Regions from separate parts of the Oryctolagus cuniculus genome. Here region 2 is linked to region 1. Evidence: chromatin contacts called from public Hi-C data. All regions are on one chromosome and are shown on one strand. The core of a region is the stretch at or near the end of the contact, and the rest is flanking DNA. Distances in the headings are between cores, read along the strand shown.

What was found. Hi-C and Micro-C count contacts between places; a contact is called where the count stands out from the background.
Region 2: a contact with region 1 is called in a Hi-C map of an unstated tissue, with 7 times the contacts expected there. The contact joins two enhancer-like sites. A contact is called at or near these places in 2 of 6 Hi-C or Micro-C datasets (skin fibroblasts and an unstated tissue).

The regions. Positions count from the first base shown.
Region 1 is chr1:162,460,097-162,463,795 of mOryCun1.1, reverse strand. DOCK8 (dedicator of cytokinesis 8) reads right to left here. Exons shown (of 48, transcript XM_008256091.4): 23 at 1,187-1,282. Among named protein-coding and RNA genes, the nearest start is that of KANK1, 120 kb to the left of the region's middle. Within about 2 kb of position 1,730, at least 3 of the 8 cell types and tissues checked have an H3K27ac peak or open chromatin away from gene starts, as enhancers often do.
Region 2 is chr1:162,819,628-162,823,326 of mOryCun1.1, reverse strand. No RefSeq gene overlaps it. Among named protein-coding and RNA genes, the nearest start is that of DMRT1, 73 kb to the left of the region's middle. Within about 2 kb of position 1,861, at least 1 of the 8 cell types and tissues checked has an H3K27ac peak or open chromatin away from gene starts, as enhancers often do.

The DNA of each region.
Region 1 (3,699 bases), core at 481-2,980:
TCATTCCCTCCTTGCCTGCTTCATAAACATCTCCCTGCAGGGTTAGCTGCTGCTTCCTGTGGGAATCTTTGCAATTAACATTCTAATCAGGGTCTCAAGACTACTATAAAGGAGAGAATCTTGGTGCCTAACAGAGGAGAAAACTTGGGACGGACAGCTTTTTCCCCCCATTCCTTAGATTACACCAGCTGTCACTCTGATTGGAGAATTTTGTTGTTAAGGATTTCTACAGCTTAAGTGAGTTTCCAAACTCACGGGGATACAGATTATGGAGAATGCAGAAAGCATTTTATACTAAATTATATAGTACTGAAATAAATGATGACTCATTATTGGCCTTTCACTTTTGTCAAAGGCATTGTCTACATTCACCTTCCACTAAAAATTAGGTTTATACAGTAGCTTCCAAAGTGTGGGCCCTGGGCCAGCGTCAGTTGGGAACTTGTCGGATATGCAATTTGTACTTCTTGGGCTCCAGTTCAGATCTACAAAGGTACTTCAGAAGTTCATGGAAAAATGGAATTAAAAGTTTATTTTGGTGAAAAAATTTTTGAAATCCATTCCTATTTTTTTCATGAAACACATTTTTCATGAATTTTTTGAAGACTTCACGTATGCATGGATTTCAAAGCTTTCGTACACCAAAATGAACTTATTTTTTAATTTCATTCTCCATGAATTTTAAGACCCTTATATTGAACAGAAATCTAGAGGTAGGATCCAGCAATAAGGTTTCACAAGCTTTCTGGCTAATTCCCATGCATGGAAAAGTTGGAGAATCATAGAGTTAGGCAGTTAGGTGATCCAAAAAAATGGGTGAAGGACAGGGCCATGAAACTGTGATGTGTGTGTGTGTGTGTGTGTGTGTGTGATGTCTGTGTAGTGTGTGATGTGTATTATGTGATATGTGTTTGTGTGAAATGTGATGTGCATATGTGTCATGTGCGGTGTATGTCATGTGTGATGTGTATGATGCATGTGTAGTGTGTGATGTGTGTGTGGTGTATGATGTGGTATGTGTGTGATGTATGTGTTTGTGTGATGTGTGTATGTGTCTGTGTGTGTGTGTGTGTGTGCTGGCAGGGCCTGAGAACACTTTGATGGTGTCTACTTTCAGTCAGAGCACTAGGGCACAAGTGGATCCTTTCCTATTCTGTGGTCATCTTTACCCTGCCCTCCGTGGTACCTTTTTGCTGGCAGGTCTTGGGGCTGCAGGAGAACTTGGAACATCATTATTGCCAGAGCAATAGTACGACATCCGGTTGCAGTTGCGGTCACCAATCTGAAACACAGACCATGACTCAGCAGTCAGCCGACAGTGGTACCCCAGTAGGATGAACCAATTGCCCTGAAATGTAACCTCGGAATTCATGTTTAGTCTATTGTTTCCCACCCCCTCAAGTAACAAAGGTAAAATAGTTGCTATACATAAATAGTAGGGTCTTCAAAAAATTTATGGAAAACTGCATGAATTTCAAAATTTTTGTCATCAAAATACAAGGAGCTTCAAAAAATTAATGTAAAATATTCATTGTCTTTGCATTCATTCCATTTTCCCACAAACATTTAAAAGTACCCTGTACAAAGCAAAGCAAGGTAAAGTTATGCCCAATTCCAAGGCTCCCAAGAATCAGGCAGTGCTGAAGTTCTTTCAATTTTCTAGTCTCTGGCTTTAGTGGGAGAACATAAAAACGGTGTGGGAACAGTGCCTCTCTGTGGTTCAGTGTGGAAAGTACTCAGTCTCCCCAACACTCATACAGTGTCAGAAACCATTTTTGAAAGGAAAGGCTAAACTTCATTCTTTTGATTGGGCAACATTTTCTCCCCTTGCCGTAGACTAATTAGGAAGTTGCTAACCAAGTCTACACAGAAATACTTTCACTGCACTCAAATGAAATCATCAAGACGCAGACTGTCAGCAGTCTCTGCGGGTCACTTCTCCCCTGGGCAATCAGCACATGATACCACAACGTGCTAGCAAGCCAGCTCTCCAGGGAGGGGACAATCTGTGGCAGCTACCAATTTTTGTGTTGTTCATATTTCCATGACGGGTGATTTGTATTTACACACATGATGTCATGGATGTACACAGTTTGGAAGAAACATGAAAGCTGATACACAGCATTGTGCAGACACAATAAACATAAAGAACTCAAGGATATGGCTGATAGCAAAAAGTCATAAAATAACAAGGAAGGTTACAAATTGCAAGAGTAGTACAGAGTGTTCTGTGTACTCTTTACCCCATCTCCATTAATTTTCATATCTCACAGAGTATGGTACATAAAACTAAGATATTCACATCTGTACATTCTGTAACTAAATCAGAGGCTCTTTGGTTATCACTTTTTTTTTAAGAATTATTTTATTTATTTGAAAGACAGAGTTACAGAGAGAGGCAGAGAGAGAGAGAGAGAGAGAGAGAGAGAGAGAGAGATCTTCCATTCCACTGGTTCAGTCTCCAAATGACCTCAATGACCAGAGCTGAGCTGATCCGAAGCCAGGAGCCAGGAGCCAAGAGTTTCTTCCGGGTCTCCCACATGGGTACAGGGGCACAAAAAGTTGGGCCATCTTATACTGCTTTCCCAGGCCATATCAGAGAGCTGGAACGGAAGTGGAGCAGCCAGGACTCAAACCAGCACCCATATGGGATGCCGGCACTGCAGGCAGTGGCTTTAACCTGCTGTGCCACAGTACCAGCCCCCTTACTGTTTTTACCACTAACATCCTACTTCTGTTGCAGGATACAGCCCAGGCTACCACATTACATTTAGATTTTATTTACTTTTTAATATCACTTATTTAACTGTGAGTTTATATAATTTACTTTTTAGTAGCATCTATTTCACAACTAACTCAGGCAATTCCTTCAAACTGAGCAGTCAGTTTTCAGGACCAGCTTCAGCCTGTCATTGGGTTGACATTTGTAGGTCAAGAAGGGTAGAACGTCTAGAGTTTCACACGGTTCAGCCTGCAGACAGACCGCAGAATCTCTGGAGGCAGACCCAATGCTTGCCAAAGATCCATGTGCGGTGGGCATTGGTGTATTATGAGGATGCCACTGATGACTGCATCCCGTTTCAGAGTGCCTGGGGTTGAGCCCCAGCTCTGTCCCCAGTTCCAGCGTCCTGCCCGTGCATGCCCTGGGTGTTAGCAGATGATGGCTTTGGAACTTGGGTCCCTGCCACCCATATGGGAGACCCAGATAGAGTTCTAGGCTCCTGGCTTTTACTTGGCCCAGCCCTGTGTGTTGCAGGCATCTGGGGACTGAAATCGTGTATGGAAAATCTTCACGTCAATCTGTCTCTGTCTCTCTGCCTTTTAAATAAAATAAAGAAATAAATTTAAAAACCCATAGGTGGTTCTTATGTTTAGCCAGAGGCCAGAAGCTCTGAGGAAATGAAGACGTGAGGCTGAGGGCAGGTAAATGACTTGCCGGTGCCCACGTGGCTGGCGGCTCCATCAGCACCAAGCCCAAACCCTAACCCTGCTCTCTAGAATCCCTTGCTCACACCACGCTGTCTCACGTGGGTGGAATGCGAAAGGAAAAATGCACTAGGCCTGGAGATTTTGATTTATCAGAATAAGCACAAATGATATTACTCTACTAGCTTAGCCACCCTGGGCCATAGATAACAGGGGCAAAATTCGGATTAAGAATTCATGGTAGCTTTGTGAATATTCTAAAAAATACTGATC
Region 2 (3,699 bases), core at 612-3,111, 360 kb before region 1:
GCAGGCCTTGCAGAAACATCACAGAAGTAACGACCTGTTGCCTTCACTGTGCTTGGATTTTCTTTTTTCTCTTTTATTTTTTCCTAAAGATTTATCTATTTATTTTGAAAGGTAGTGTTTCAAAGACAGAGGGAGGGAGGGAGGGAGGGAGAGAGAGAGAGAGATTCCATCTTTTGGTTCACTCTCCAGATGGCTGTAATGGCTAAGGCTGGACCATCCAAAGCCAGGAGCTTCTTCCAGATCTCCCACGAGGGTACCGTTAATAAGGAGCTGGCTGAGCAGTGGAGCAGCTGGGACATGAACTGGTATCCATATAGGACGCCAGCATGCAGGCAGCCTTCAACCTGCCATGCCAAAATGCCATCTCCCCCCTGCTTTTTTTTTTTAAATAAAAGGATTTATTTATTTATTTGAAATGCATAGTAACAGAGAGAGAGAGAGAGAGATCCTGTCTGCCAATTCACTCTCCAAATGGCCTCATAGCCAGGTCTGAAGCCGGGAACCCAGAACTCTATTGTGGTTTCCCATGTGGGTGGCAGGGGCCCAGCTACTGGGACCATCTCCTGCTGCTCTCCTATGCACATCAGTGGGGAGATAGATTGGAAGGGGAGCAGCTGGGAACTGAACTAGTGCTCAGATAATGATGCCAGCATCATCACAAGTGGTGGCTTAATCTGCTACATCAAAACGGAAGTCCCCAACTTTATTTATTTGTTTTTTTTTTTAAAGATTTATTTTATAAATATTAAGAGAGGTCTTCCATCCGCTGGTTCACTCCCCAAATGACTGCAATGGCCAGAGCTGAGTCGATCCGAAGCCAGGAGTCAGGAGCTTCTTCTGAGGCTCCCACATAGGGGCCCAAGCACTTTGGCCATCTTCTGCTTTCCCAGGACATAGCAGGGAGCTCAATCAGAAGTGGAGCAGCCAGGGCTTGAACTGGTGCCTGGATGGGATGCCAGCACTGCAGGCCAGGGCTTTAACCTACTGTGCCAAGCACTGACCCCACAACTTTCTTTTACTTAAAATGGGAATAAAAAATGGTGCTTGCGTGAGTTGACTTTGTGGAGGCAAACTGATGAGACCATTCAGCCCACACACAGTCTAAAGATCTGGGTGTTCTGACCCCTCGCAGCATTCAACTTTCAAGGCCTCCTTCTCCATCTGCCACCCCTGCTGCTGGGTCCCTGTGCTCGTGTGCACACCCAGCCCTCTGTGGTCGCACTCCCTCACAGAGCTGGCCTCTGGTCAGGCCTCTCAGCCTCTTGGCTTCCTGTGCTTGGGCCTGGACTGCAGGAGCAGCCCCATCAGTCACAGCCCCATCCTGCTTCTCGTCGCTCTGGGCTCCTCAGGATAAGGGACATGGCTGTCGGGAGGAAGTTGTGCTGATGAGCCAGGCCTCTTCCCAAGACTGTTCCATGATGCACTTGTTCTTTCATCCTGCTTGAAGCGTTCGTGTGTCTGTGATCTGCAGGCACTTTATCTGATGTTTCCGTCTTGGCAGCATGGCACCTATGTGACCTTCTGGAAGGTCGGTGGTCTCAAATGTTCTACCATTTACAAACTAAGGCTTGACAGATAAAGCCATTTGCCCCAAGTCGTGGCTGGGGGTTTGGAGCTGGAGTTCTGTCCCATTCCAGAGCCCCTGCACATTGCCCCTGAACCCCACAGCAGGTGGCGCTTCTTCTCCACTGCAGAGTGCTGAGGTCCCTTGTATGGTGTGGTGATGACTGGAGGGAGGGAGGACATCAATGCTCAGACCATGGGATTCTGAGGAGGGTGCAGTGTCCAGATGTGGACACCAGGTGGCAGAATGCCCCAGGGCAGGCACCTGCCCAGGCCTGGATCTGCCCTGCGTGCTTCTCTCCACTTGCTTCCTGCATTCTTTCAAGATGAAGTAAAGAACTGCACTGTGTAATCCAGCTCCTATATCCTCTGACATGAAGAAAATATTTGTGCGCCTATTAAATATCTGTGACTATTAAATATGTACCTTCACTTATAGAAGTGTTTGATACATTAAGACATAAAGGGGGCATTAAAGAATGAAAAACAAAACTGGAAAGCAGTGATGTGTCAACACTGTAAAAGATGGATTCCATTAAAATAGCTCTTCCTGAGAGATATTTTAATACGGTGTTAAAGAATTTTAGCAATAAATTATTGGATTATTTCATTTAAAATATTCATGGTATTTTTTTTTTAATTCCCACTTTGCTTTTCAGTTTTATTTATTTGAAAGGCAGAGAGAGGAAGAGACAGAGAGCTTTTCAATCCACTGGTGTATTCCACAGATGGCCACAACCTCCAGGGCTGGGCTAGGCTGAAGCCAAGAGCTTCATTTGGGTCTCCCCCTTGTTAGCCAAGGCCTAAGCACTTGGCCATCTTCCACTGCTTTTTCCCAGGACATACGCAGGGAGCTGGATTGGAAGTAGAGCAGCCAGGACACAAACGGAGCCCATGTGGGATGCAACCTGCAGCTTCACCTGCTACGCCTCCTGCCCCACCCCAACCTAGTTTTGTAATGAAGGTATTTTAAAATTCTCATTTGCTTCGATTTACTGGAGGAAAAATATCTCCTAATATGGAAAGGGAATGATTGTGACCTCATTTCTAAGACAGAAGCTCAATTTGGTGGTGCTTTATATTACTTCCTAGTGTTAGAACCAACACCCAAATCACCTTTCTGCACGAGCAGTGGGGTCATCTGAGGCTGCCCACAGAGGGACTCACACTAAGGCAAAAGCTAGGTTGGATTTGGCTGGTCCTGGAAGCCCACTTTAGCCTGCATGTTACTTTCAGATGAAGCAGGGGTGTCTGGGGGCCGTTGAGAACAGAGGATTTCGCCTTTTACAAAGCAGCCTGCAATATCATTCCCAAAACAAAGGAACTCTTCGTGCCAGAGCTTAGGTCACAGCTTGGGACAACCACATCCCATACCAGGCTGCTTTCTGGTCCCAGCTCCTCTGCTTCTGCTCCAGCTTCCTGGGAGACAGCAGATGAAACTCAAGTACCTGGCTCCCTGCCACCCATATGGGCGACTGGGAGGGGGTTCCTGCCTCCTGGCTTCAGCCTGGCTCAGCTCTGGCTGTTGTGGGCATTTGGGGAGTGAACCAGTAGATGGAAAATCGTCCTCTCTGTTTCTCTGTCTGGCTTTCAAATAAAATGAAAAAAAAAAAAAAAAGTAAATAAAATTAAAGACAAAAAAATGAACCCAGAAGAATCCCTCCCTGTAATAAGAGGCCTGAAGTGTTCTATTTTGCCTGACAGAATCAGTGATCGTGTAAGCCCCATTAGTGAGAAAGGACACAGAATAGTGAGAATTGGGCCCCACGGGGGAAGGTGGGTGCTATGCACTGACTTCCATTCCTGCCCTGTCACACAGGACCTTGCCAGGGGGCTGGTGTTTGGCTGTCACTGCTTATTGAGTTAGTTACCTTCCACGTTCATTGCTTTGCCTGCAATGGATGCATGTTAGGAACACACGGTCCTGATCAATCCCGATTGTCTGCCAGTACAGCCGTCCACTGTGACCCTTGCTGTCGTGTTTCTCTGAATCACGCAGACACAAGTCTCTGGCCAAGGAGACCAGTATTTGATGGAAGAAGTGAGAACACTGCACCCAAGGCACCTGTGCTGGGTACTCAACACAGTAAATTATAAAGTGACAAAGTGACTGATGCGGGTGTTGTGCTGGAGATC